Linked DNA regions of Danio rerio: region 2 is linked to region 1. The links are chromatin contacts, called in public Hi-C maps. All regions are on one chromosome and are shown on one strand. Each heading gives the region's core, a stretch centred on a gene start, on an enhancer-like site or on the middle of the called end of the contact. The rest is flanking DNA. Distances are from core to core; before and after follow the strand shown. Region 1 holds the start of smu1b (SMU1 DNA replication regulator and spliceosomal factor b). Region 2 holds the start of ddx39aa (DEAD (Asp-Glu-Ala-Asp) box polypeptide 39Aa).

Evidence for each region. Hi-C and Micro-C count contacts between places; a contact is called where the count stands out from the background.
Region 2: a Hi-C map of hematopoietic stem cells shows a contact between it and region 1, with 2.7 times the contacts expected there. The contact joins the promoter of ddx39aa here to the promoter of smu1b in region 1. A contact is called at or near these places in 1 of 18 Hi-C or Micro-C datasets (hematopoietic stem cells) and 1 of 4 datasets of contacts at active chromatin or transcription factors (embryo).

The regions. Positions count from the first base shown.
Region 1 is chr1:48,296,936-48,303,901 of GRCz12tu, reverse strand. smu1b (SMU1 DNA replication regulator and spliceosomal factor b) reads left to right here and starts at 1,546. Exons shown (of 13, transcript XR_012407700.1): 1 at 1,546-1,622; 2 at 2,484-2,694; 3 at 4,095-4,247; 4 at 4,755-4,865; 5 at 4,973-5,050; 6 at 5,408-5,536. It overlaps rps6 (ribosomal protein S6), which reads left to right. Exons shown (of 6, transcript NM_001003728.1): 6 at 1-5.
Region 2 is chr1:48,482,821-48,489,537 of GRCz12tu, reverse strand. ddx39aa (DEAD (Asp-Glu-Ala-Asp) box polypeptide 39Aa) reads left to right here and starts at 2,248. Exons shown (of 10, transcript NM_001328342.1): 1 at 2,248-2,322; 2 at 4,239-4,451; 3 at 5,496-5,623; 4 at 5,871-6,147; 5 at 6,242-6,360. The coding sequence starts at 4,244.

The DNA of each region.
Region 1 (6,966 bases), core at 297-2,796:
TTCTATCTGTGGTCTGGTTTCCATTTACCCTGTTAGGCTGTACATTTTGTTTTTACTACACGAGTATTATACAATTAGTTTGCAGTCATAATATGTATATATAATCTGATAAACAAGGTGAACTCAGACAAGTTTTTACATATTTAAAAAAAAAAAAATATATATATATATATATATATATATATATATATATATATATATATATATATATATATATATATATATATACACACATTCAAGTACACTCGGTAATATTTAGGTTCAAAATGTCTGTTTTTTTAGGCAATAACCCATAGCTCACCTTTCCAAGTACTCTCAAGTACATTTCTTCATTCTTTCATCGTCCAACAGAGCAAGTTTATTCTCACTTTTGATCAGAAGGGGGAACACCATCAGCTATTGTGGGCATTAGAGGCATGGCAAAACATTTAATCCAATACACTGTTGTCCTCTACATTTTATTATGAGCAGAAGGCTGCAATAATTGAACAGCCTGAACCTTCATCTCAAGCATAACATGAATGGGACTTTCTGTGACATGACGAAACCAAATGTTTCAGCTAGACTAGACGGCAGCAGTTCATTTAAATGTAACTGCATGTACAGGATAATGCCTTGTTTTGGCTTCTGTTCAAATGTACTTTTTATTATTTTACAGTTTAAATCTTTTGAGTTTAATCTTCAGACACCTTTTGGGAAAGTTATGTTTTGTAAAACGTTGGGTCATGGGTGCTGTTTAAAGTCAGTCACCTAGAATTTGTAATTGCCTCGTTCTACCCCATGAGGTTTTAAAACCTCAAGTTTCTTTATTCTGTTGAACATGATCAATGTTGCTTTCCCATTGACTTTTAATAGGAGAAGGAAAAATAGGTGCCGTTTTCAGTTCCCAACATAATTCAAAATATCTTTCCTATTGGACAGAAAAATGATACTCGAGGTTTTCAGCAGGTTAAAGGTGAGCAAATGATGACGCTTTATATTTTACGGGGGTGAAATATTCTTTTTAATGTTCCACTGAAGGACGAAGTTGATAAACGGCATGTTTTCTTTGCGTAAATGTTGAAGAGGCTTGCCATAACAGACTCGCAGGAGAGCGACACCTGTATTTAAAAATAGATTTGTGTTTTGCAATGATTGCATGCAAAAACCCTTTCAAATTGCCGTCTACTGAAACTAGACCAGTAATTTTTAGTTTGTTTAATGCAGTGAGCATCTGTACATCCCCATTTTGGTCCTTATAAGTGAGGATAAACACTACAATGTGTGTGCTGCTTAAAAAAAAATCAGCTTCATGTCTCGATGCAGCATCATCTGCCTGCACGAGATCTCGACACCTGATGGCAACGTTGCGGGTTTTTTCCCATTAATTCCCCCACACGCGTCATTAATCCGCCCTCCCAAAAAAACCGCAACAATTTGCGAGAGGTTTCTGCGATCTCAGACGTGGGAGCAATAAATACAACAGCACGTGTTTTGGGCGGTCGCGGACACACGGCGATCACGTGGCTGAGGACCAACACAAGACGAGCAGGAGAGAATATTGGCAGTCGCATCCAGACGGAGGAGAGCAGAGTCGCACCAAACACAGCCGCAGACATGGACCTCGAAGTGGAATCCGCAGAGTAAGTCAAACACTGGTTTTGTTTATTACATTATTATTGTAATTTCATGAATGGGGGTTTATTATTAATGATCTCCTCTAATCAAAGCAGCTTTAAAATGGTATAGATGCGTTTTTAATCATTGACGGGAACACTTATCCAAGGGAAAATTGAATAGAACTGTTAAACAATGTAAATGATGTCTGAAGTAAAATATTGTGCATTCGTTTTCATTGATGAAAATCATCAGTTACTACCTGTGCTAGGCTAGACAAAAGTTTTGAGAAGAATTTAACATCTTGGCTGAGCGACAAATGACGATATAAGTCATCTCATATCCGATATAAATAATAGAAAAGATATAAAGATTACATGCAAATGACTATTTCTTTTTTATACATTTAAAAGTAGACTATATTGTTTACGCACTTTATGTAGAACTTAGGGCATATTTATTATTTAAAATCTATAAAATAACAAATAAATATTAATAAAATATGAACACTTCAAAAACTAATAGCTACAGGTCCAATATAAAAATCTATAGAAAAGGATTGCTAAACAAAATGCAAAATGTAAACATTCGACTTGCAACTTTCTCGCGATGCTCTTATATAGCCTATATTTATCTATTTTTGTCATCATCCTCTGTTGTAATATTGCGCACATATAATAATGAAAAACTACATATTTTGTGACACCACAATATAAACAATAAACGTTTTTAGCCATACGTCAGCGTGTTTTGTTTTTCAAGTAGACTAAACGCAGAACTAATCACACTTAAAATATAGATAAGGAACTTATTATTTAGTTAATCCAATGCTACTGGGTAAAAGTGTGACATATTGTATGATTGACGGCGTCGTTGACTGTTTGCAGCGTGATCCGGCTGATCATGCAGTACCTGAAGGAGAATAATCTGCACCGCACTCTGGCGATGCTCCAGGAGGAGACCACCGTCTCTCTGCACACGGTGGACAGCATCGACAGCTTCATCTCGGACATCAACAACGGGCAGTGGGACATCGTGCTGCTTGCCATACAATATCTCAAACTTCCCGACAAGCTGCTCATCGACCTCTACGAACAGGTAAAGTAGTCAAGGTGCATTTTAGGACCAATCTGCCCAAATGTAACAAACGCTACAGTTGTTAGAATAATGTTATGTAATGAAATATATAAATGGTAAAGCATACGCAGAAATAAACGTTCTCACAAAACTGATATTTCTGTCATTTAGCTTCTCAAAGTACTTCTTTCTTCTGTTGAATGGAAAGGGAGTTATTTTGAAGAATGTTGGAAACCTGTATGCATTGGCTTATGTAGTATTTTGTTTTATACTCTGGAAGTCAATGCTTACCAGTTTCAAAACAGACTTTATAATGTCTTCTTATATGTTCTACAGAAAAGGAAACTCATAAAGGTTTTGAACCACTTGAGGTTGTGTGAATAGTGAGAAAATAAATATACATTTTTGGGTAAGCTGTTCCTATCAAAAAACATACAACTTTTAAAAATGAATATTACTTATTTTTTCATCATCTACTGTATTACCATTTCTCGCAACAATAGTTTGGATACTAAAATTCTTGACAATCCTTAAACCAAACTTTTTCCGTTTGTCATAAGGAAGATTTTGATAATAAAATGTGATGCATTTTAATTAGTGCAGCTCAGAGTGTTTCATTTTGACATGAACGTTTTGTTGAATGACAGTAGTGAAATATAATTTCACAAAAGCTAATTGAAACATTAAAGTGAACAATTTTTATATACAGTTGAAGTCAGAATTATTAGCCCCCCTGTTTAATCTTTTCCCCAGTTTCTGTTTAATGGAGAGATTTTTTCAACACATTTCTAAACATAATAGTTTAATAACTCATCTCTAATAACTGATTTATTTTATCTTTGTCATGATGACAATAATATTTGACTAGATATTTTTCAAGACACTTTATACAGCTTAAAATGATATTTAAATGTGCAATAGGTGAATTAGGTTAACTAGGCAGGTTATGGTAATTAGGCAAGTTATTGTATAACGATGGTTTGTTCTGCAGACTATCGGGGAAAAAATAGCTTAAAGGGGCTGATAATTTTGTCCCTAAAATGGTTTTAAAAAAATTAAGAACTGCTTTAATGTTTGCTGAACTAAAACAAATAAAATTTTCTCCAGAAGAAAAAATATTATCAGACATACTGTGAAAATTTCCCTGCTCTGTTCAACAGCATTTATGTAATATTTAAAAAGAAAAACAAATCAAATGGGGGCTAATAAATCTGACTTCAACTGTATATTCAACTGTATTTTGTAAATTACTTTTAAAATTAAACCCTGAATAATATCAAGTCGTAATGCCATTTGTTCATGCAGTATTGTCTTTCTTGATGTACATTTTCAAAAAACAGTTTTGGTATCTATTCGCTGCTTAAGCCTCTATTTCAATGAACTGAGCAGAGACTAGAAATGTTCTGTTGTTGTTTGTTTAGATTGTGCTGGAGTTGATTGAGTTGGGTGAGTTGGGAGCAGCTCAGTGTTTACTAAAGCAAACTGATCCCATGATCATGCTGAAACACACTCAGCCTGAGCGCTACTCACGCATGGAGACCCTGCTCACACATCCATACTTCGACTCGCAGAAGGTAAGATTTAAAGGCTCATTTTGTGAATTATTTTTCCAAATTAATCAACAGTTGGATAGTTTTGCACCACAAGTTACAATACTTATATGTCTTTGCACTTTCAAATCACGAAGATGTCAGAATAACACTGTTAACATCTATAGGCAGAAACGTTGATGTGTACTTTGTGTGAATGTGAACTTACTGTATATTAATCTCCCAAATTACAAACGTCTTTTAAGGTCATTAGAGTATTTGTAAATATAGAAATCTTGCATTTGTTTTTATTGCTAAATAACAGAATTACTAAGTACAGGAAATAGTAAAAGTTGTCAGAAAAAAAAAACACAAATCTGTGTTTTTATGATTATGATATATTGATCACAGCTGATGCATCTCAACAGACAGTTGTTTACAGCTAAAGTAACTGAATAATGGATTGCATAATCACACTTCTCCGTCCAAGCCAAGGCGGATGATATTTTTGTGAAACAATGAATAACTACTTTTTTTGGCATTGGCTTGCAGGCATATCCAGTGGGCAGCAGTAAAGAGAAGCGCAGACTTGCTATCGCTCAAGCTTTTGCTGGAGAGGTCTGTTTGGTGCCCCCTTCTCGTCTCATGGGTCTTCTTGGCCAGGTTTGACACCTTTCATTTCTTTTCTTTTTTTTCTAACCTGTTGCAGGCTATTTATATATGTGGTGCCTTTTTGTATTGCCTGTATCACACATCCTTTGTTTTTACAGGGCCGTATATGTGAAGGGGCTCTTTATAGGTTACAGGAGACCAAAGCGCTCAGACAGTTTGGCTCATTAGCAATGCTGGTAAGGAAAATATAAAGTATTTTAGTAGTTTAGCATGTTTAAGCTTTCAAGAATTGTGTATATTCTACACCAGGGGTCACCTATCTCATTCCTGGAGGTCTGGTGCCCTCCAGGGTTTAGCTCCAACTTGCCTCAACACACCTGCCTGGGTGTTTCAAGTATACCTAGACCTTGATTAGCTTGTTCAGGTGTGTTTGATTAGGGTTGGAGCTAAAATCTGCAGGACACCGGCCTTCCAGGAACAAGTTTGGTGATCCCTGTTCTACACCATATCTATTAACTGAGCAGTATTAGCAGGTTTTTTCCTTGTTCTCTACTAATTCTTTGTCTTTTTTTGCACACATTGTCTTTTGTAAGTCACTGAAGTGGCAGCAGCACCAGGGTCTTCTGCCTCCCGGGATGTCTCTGGAACTGTTTCGGGGGAAAGGTGCATTGAAGGACATGGAGGAAGAGCGTTTCCCCACACAGCTCAGTCGCCTCATAAAGGTGAGTTCAGTGTGTAATTAAAAAAACTCTCAAATGCAGATGACATGCTTATTCATGTTCAAAATGTGTCAGACGTATTTAAAACATGCTAGCAACATGCTAATTCATGTTAGCAAAATGTTTTACATGATAATACACATGTTAACAGTATGTTAAAATATGACCCTTGTGCAAAACATTATTGAAATGTGCTAGCAACATGCTAATTCATGCTAGCAAAATGTTAAAACATGTAAGCCATGCTTTAAAGTATAGAAACATGAAATGTGGTAGCTGTTAATTCATGGTCGCAACAAGTTAGTTCTAAAGTATACTAGAAACATGGTAGCTACTTGCTAGTATAGTGTTAAAACATGTTAACAGGATCCTAAACATGTTAAAATATGATAGCAATGTTTTAATGCATGATAGTGCCAATACATGTTAGTAACAGCTAAAATGTTTGTCATGCTGAATTGCTAGTAAGAGGCTAATGCCTGCTAGCATCGTGTTAAAACATGGTAGAAGCTAGCAAATGTAAAATCATGCTAATTGAGTAGTATGAACCATGATAACAACATGCTAAAACATAAGAGATATGCTAATTAATGTTAGAAGCTAGCAACCAGTGTTGCCAGATTGGAAATGTCAAACTATTGTAAAAGAACGTCAAAATTATTGTATTTGGAGGATATTTATCGTACACGAGTCAAACTGAGAATATACAGCTATTATGTAGACAAATAGTGTTTCGATACAACTTGCAAATTGCCACAATACATTAAAAAAACTAGGCTTACTTTAGTAGGAAGGTTTAAACTTTACCTCCAAGTCGATGCCATTGCCAGATGTTGAGGGACTCATTTCGCTGTACAAATTTAATGCCGATATGGACCAAAACATGGAACACAACTTTCAAGCAAATTTGCACACCCTCCCAAACTTTTAACACGAGCCCATTTAGAATAACAGTAATAAGCTGATTTCGTGGCCTTGTTTTGATGAGATTAACTTTGGAAAAACATGTTTACATAATACATTTGAATGGGGAAAAAACGAGAACAAGTGCAACTTTCCTGTCCTTCTCACCTTCCTTTTCAGCAAATGTTTTTACTTTCTTGCTTAAACGATCGACCTCAACCTGTAAACTACTAACTTAAACATGGCCAAACATTCATCCATTCTCCACGTTGATTGGCTGAGAAAATGTAATGTAAGATAAGATAGGAAACGTGCCTAACTTCATGTTCTCCTTACAGACAGTAGGCAAAAGATGCAGCTAGATCAATAGACGCCCTAAGATTACAATGAAATTCTTTTTTAATGCCATGAAATACTTAAATTATCGTATATCATATGATTTTTTCATTATCGATCGTACAGAAGTCAAAATTATCGTTCAAATAACCTAATTATTGTTTTTCTGCTAGCAACTAAAGTGCTAACTTAAA
Region 2 (6,717 bases), core at 999-3,498, 180 kb before region 1:
TGGCTGTGATTTTATCAAAACGTTGATGTAAATCGTATTAGTTGCTTTATTATAATAAAAAAGTCACATAAAGCAATCCATAATTTGTATCTGTGTTCCGTTCGTTTGACATACTCGTTCAAAAAGAACCACAGTGCTATGTCCTAACGTCAGCGGATCTCTGGTGATTGACACTAGTTCAACCAATAGGAAGACGAATTTGAGGAATAGCTATGATTGACAGCTCAGTCCACCACTCATGTGCTTTTCTTTTTCCTCAGCCACTGTAGGGTAGCGGGCAGGTGATGCTGCGGTGTTGATTGGTGTGACTGTTCAGACAATCTATCTTGTCCGATTTATCTTCTAATGATGGACGCTATTAACTTTATCATTACTACTATAATTTTTCCACAGATAGTATACAACGAACAAAATCATAGGTTTGTAAATTAATAATTTATTTTATCTAATGAAATGTAGTACATTTCAGGTCTAAAGACTCACTAACTGCTTGTTAAATGATTAGATAGTTTACAAGATTCTACAGGTAAACAGAGTCTTATATAAATATGTAAATGCAAAAATATTTCACCATTTTATTTACAAACAATTTTATCAGCGTTAACCACAAAAAAATATGGCGGAGTTTAAATATGATGACAAGTTTTACAAGTAATTTATTATAATACTGAAATAACATGTACAGTAATTTATTGTACCCAGAATATATTCAAGTATAATAATGACCCACTAACCTCTTGTTAAATTACTATTTAGTTTACAAGATTCGATAGGTGATAGGTATCTAATATAAACATGTAAATGCAAATAAATATTTCACATTTTTAATTACAAGCTATTTTATTAGCGTGAACAATTTAGTGGAAAATTAACACAAAAAATGTAAACAAATTTAAATATGGTGACAAGTTTTACAAGTAATTTACTGTTATATTAAAATAGCATGTAATGTATACTACCCAGCATTTAAAGCATAATATTCAAGTATAATAATGACCCATTAACATCTTGTTAAATTACTAGTTAGTTTACAAAATTGTACAGATAGTTAGATCATTAGTAAAACGTATCTAATATAAACATGTAAATACAATTTTTTACAAGATTCTATAGATGATAGGTATCTAATATAAACATGTAAATACAAATAAATATTTTGCATTTTTTATTACAAGCTATTTTATTAGCGTGAACAATTTAGTGGAAAATTTGCATGAAAAAATGTCGATGAATTTAAATATGGTGACAAGTTTTACAAGTTATTTATTATTATAATAAAATAGCATGGAATGTATACTACCCAGCATATATAAGCATAATATTTAAGTATAATAATGACCCAATCACTTCTTGTTAAATTACTAGAGTTTAGAAAATTTTACAGATAGTTAGATCATTAGTAAAACGTATGCAATATAAACATGTAAATAAATTTTTTTTTTGTTGTTATTTTATTTACAAACTATTTTATCAGCATTAACAAGTGGAACATTTGAACCAAAAATGTAGATGAATCTAAATATGGTCTCAAGTTTGATTCCCAGTGATGGGTTGCAGCTGGAAGGGCATTCGCTGCATTAAACGTGCTGGATAAGTTGGCGGTTCATTCCGCTGTGGCGACCCCAGATTAATAAAGGTACTAAGCCGAAAAGAAAATGAAAGAATAAATATCTGTTTAATAAATCTAATTTGTTAAAATGCACCCAAAATGTTACCTATATTTTCTGAGATATTGATAAAATGTTAATTTTTTTAATTGAGTGTACTCATTTATGCTGAACACTCCAATTCCCAATTATTTTAATGTCTTTTTTTGTTGCCTACTTAGTTTATGTAGTGTTTATTGTACTTTTATTGTATAAAACTGACTCTGATTTTAATGCTTTCACCATGAATACAAGCATACATTTATATACAATATATATATTTTAATCAGATTATATTTACTTATTTATTCAAATTATAATATATATTATAATAATATAATTTTATAATTAGATTATAATTATAATTTTATATTTATATATTTTCAAATCAATTTATTTCGCACTTTTTATCACAATTAAACCAAAAATCTGAATGCATGTAGTGACATCGTGTGGACATTTATGAGTATGAATATTGGCGACAGTTGCTTGAACCGCCCACCACGTCGACGCGCTCTTTTTGTTACCCAACCACACGCACGTACTGCTTCACAGCCATGATTGGCGTCATACACATCCAATGGATGAGCTCGGTTTTTATATCCGGGAAGCGCTGTAAACTTAAGGCCTAAGCACACGATTCTCCAGTGCCGACGTTCAGTACCAACATTAAAAGGTAAATTTTGCTTTATTTTATACAACTCTTAACTGTAATTTCTTAATTATGCCATAATGAATGTCACACACTTTTTGATTGTACCTTATATTAGAGGCCTTTTAGTTATACATGTAGTAATATAGAAGAACAGTTGAGATGGACACCTCGCGTTTGTCTACGTTCACCGCTCAGCCTGTGAGCCTCAAAGCCCAAACACGAGACAGAAACCGACAATCGCCAAATAGCTTCGTATTTCACGACTTCGGGTGTTTTAAAATACGTCGTGGTCTTAGATGGTACATACACATTTTGAGAAAAGGCCAATTGCGCCATTTATTGAATCCACAGGGATGAGTTGTATGAGAAAGCGAATGGCGCCTCTATTGTCTGCACGCTGAGCGGCGCTCGGTCATCGGGTTAACGTTGGTTTTTATTTAGCAGATTTGGACTTTCTCTTTAATTTAATTTCAGAAAAGTGTTAATTTTAAATTCTGAACAGGGTAATCATATTAACGTTTGCAACCAATGACTGCTATCGATCAAAGTACAGCGTCTCTCACAGTCAATTAAATGGTGCCAATGTTTTGAAGTCATGCCTAAATGCGATTTTAGACCCACATTTTTAAGTAATTATTATTGTAGTAATTCACATAGAGAGCGTTAAAATGAACGAATGTGCGAATATAAATGCAACTTTACCCCAGTCAGTCAATCGGCTAAATTGGAGCAGAATTTGCAACATATCGTAACTTTTATTATGGCATTGGAGGTGTTTGCCCTTCAAAAATTCATCTTTATCATCACATAGTTATGATTTATCAGTAATAACGACGTGTGCTCTAATTTAAAGTGTATTTTGTTGGGTTTAATAATGCTGCATAATACCTGTTGATGTAGTTTATGTTGTTTCAGAACTGAAAGCAGAGTATTTGTTCAGTGGGGGGTTGTTTTTGCGCTCATTTATGAACTGTTTTTTTCTACCGGTCTTAAAGCAAGAGTGGTTACAAAATATAAGTCTTTAAGGCTCTAATTCATTAAGCTGTGGATTTAATATTGCATTGGAAAAAGATACAAAGATACAGGTCAAACTGGGTTGAGATGCAAAAAGAAGTCTTGTTTACTGAGAAATTGATCAGATGTGTGTTTGTCCTAAACACAAGCTCTAATATGTCAGTAAGGTATAAAACTTAATTTCATAGATTTTTTTTCCCTTACCATAGTGTCAGATTTTTTTCTTGCTTTAATTGTACTCATTTGATGATAATCTATGTCACCGAAAACTCCACTTGTGTCATATTGGTTTTCATTGATATGTATCCTGCTGATTTAAAGGGATATTTCATCCAGAAATGAAATCCTGTCATTATTTACTCGTGCCTTACTAGTTTCAAAACCATATGAGTTTTTTTCATTTGTTGAAAATGAGAAAATAGCAAAATATTAAAAACCTGTAACCATTGACTTCCATAGTATTCATTGTTTCCACTGCATGTTAGTGGTTATAGATTTTCTAATTTAAAATATCTTATTGTGTGTATTTTGTAACCAATCGAGGGTGAGTAAATTACATTTTTGGGTGAGCTATCCCTTAAGGACTGTTTAGACCTTTGCTCTAGCAAACAAATTCTGATGAAGAACATCTCTTTTGTCCAATGTGATCACAAGGTGCTGCAAGAGCTTTAATGTAGTGTTCTATCTATTTTGTTGTAAGCCTTAATTGTGACTAACAACAACTAAGCTGTATGTTGAATCTTTGGAGTGTTGCAGATTCAACTCTGTGTCTGCCCCCTTTAACTTACTATTTAGACATAACAATGATGTTGGATGTCATTTGTTATTCCTTTAAGTCTTAAATTTACCATCATAAATTCTGCAGAAATGCATGTATTCTTAATTGATATTCCTGTCTTAACGCTGTCATTTATTTTTTGAAGTTACCATGGCCGAGAACGATGTTGAAAATGAGCTGTTGGACTATGAGGAAGATGAGGAGCCACAGCCCACTGTAGACAGCGGAGCCACCACTGGCAAGAAGGAGGTTAAAGGGTCTTACGTGTCCATCCACAGCTCCGGATTCCGAGATTTCCTCCTGAAACCAGAGTTGCTCCGCGCTATCGTTGACTGTGGCTTTGAACATCCTTCTGAGGGTAAGAATATATATTTCGTTTCGTTGTTTTTGTAGTTTAAGCTAGAAAATATGTTCTTTCAGTTTTACACAGATATATTGTAGTATAGAGCTGGACATAAATTAATCACATCCTAAATAAAAGTTTTGTAAGTGTACTGTCGCTGTGTATATACATACATGCATGCATATATTTGACAATGTTTGTTAATATTAAAATATAAATTCTACATGTATGTGATACAATATAAATGTAAATATTTTGGTAACAAATTATTTTGAATAATTATACAACCCCAAGTCGAAACAAACTTTTCTTTTGGGGTGTGATTAATCTTTCCCAGCACTAATGTTTTGAGATTGATATATTTACATGTATTAAGCCACTACATGATATGGGCATTATATGCCTCTTAAGACTAGAAGTAAACGCACTTCAAATATTTGGGCTAATATTTGAAGTTTGCATATGGTAGTAACTTGGTATACTAACAATCAGTAATCAAAAAATGTTAAATCTCTCTTAAATTAATACATCTCATCATTTAACATATAGTTAATAGTTTTGTGGCAGAGGCGGATTATCTGCAAAATATATACAGCTGATGTAAGGAGGAAAGTGAGTAAAGTGTTCAAGGTTTATTAAAAACTCTGTTACTCTGCATGGAATAGGGCATCACTTCCAGCATGGACTGCATTATCAGATCCTAGATTATCTGAAATGGGTTAGCCCATCATAAGTCATGGGTGTCCAAACTCGGTCCTGGGGGGCCGGTGTCCTGCATAGTTTAGCTCCAACTTCCTTTAACACACCTGCCTGGAAGTTTCTAGTATACCTAGAAAAAGCTTGATTAGGTGGTTCAGGTGTGTTTAATTGGGGTTTTAACTAAAATATGCAGGCCACTGGCCCACCAGGACCAAGTTTGGACACCCGTCTTAAGTCCATCGAAATAATGTAAATATACTGACCTTTTGTCTTTGTTACATATATGTAAAACCAATCATGTGGGCTAAAAACAAAATGCTGCAAGTGTTATTGTTGATGTTTTGTGTTTTCTCCTCTCAGTCCAGCATGAGTGCATCCCACAAGCCATCCTGGGCATGGACATCCTGTGCCAGGCAAAGTCTGGAATGGGAAAGACTGCCGTGTTTGTGCTTGCCACACTGCAACAGATCGAGCCTGTGGATGGACAGGTGTGTTAATTACACTAAATCTTGCATGTTTAAAACATCTCCAAGTTTATAAAACTAATTGTATTTCCCAACAGATAAATATTTTGTCATGGTTAATATCTTAATTTATCTAAGTGTGGCTAGACTGAAATTGGGTCTCAACTATTCACAATTCATGTTAATTACGTATGTGCTGCTGTTTTTCCATTCTAGTATAGTTTTAGCCGTAAATAGAAATGCTTATTTGCCATTTTGTGATTCTCTTCAGGTTTCTGTGTTGGTTATGTGCCACACACGAGAACTGGCCTTCCAGATCAGTAAAGAGTACGAGCGCTTCTCCAAGTACATGTCCAGTGTAAAGTGTGCCGTCTTTTTCGGTGGCATGTCTATAAAGAAGGATGAAGACGTGTTGAAGAAGAACTGCCCACACATTGTTGTGGGAACGCCAGGGAGGATTCTTGCCCTCAGTCGCAACAAGACCTTGACCCTCAAAAACGTCAAACACTTTGTTTTGGACGAATGTGACAAGATGCTGGAGCAGTTGGGTATGTGTTTGGTTTTTATTTTTTTATCGACTGCTTTATGGAGGTGTCTGGATGCTTTCTTGTTCAGCTGACTGTGTGTGATTTTGCGTGTTAGATATGAGACGGGATGTCCAGGATATCTTCAGACTGACCCCTCACGAGAAGCAGTGCATGATGTTCAGTGCTACATTAAGCAAAGAGATCAGACCGGTCTGTCGCAAATTCATGCAAGATGTAAGTCTTTTCTTTCTGATTGTAGTTTTAATTAGGGACGTTCAGTTTTATCTGTAGCTATACCCCCTGTAGGGATTTGGATTTAATTGAAATGCAGTTTTGAATTTGCTCTCCAATAATTATGAAAACATAATAATTGAGATCAAAGGATTATTGTGCTACATTCTGCCCCTTTTCAGCAGTGTCATTTTGCTTTTCTCCCTCAACAAAGCCCAATCTCATGTGTATAATCATGTAATGTGGCTAATTTAAGTGTTTTATATTTGTTCATGTTTTTAAAAGTGTGAATTCATGTGAGACTACATGGCAGGTGAGGCAGCAAAACGGGTTATCTCCTTGAAAGTGACTGAATGTTTA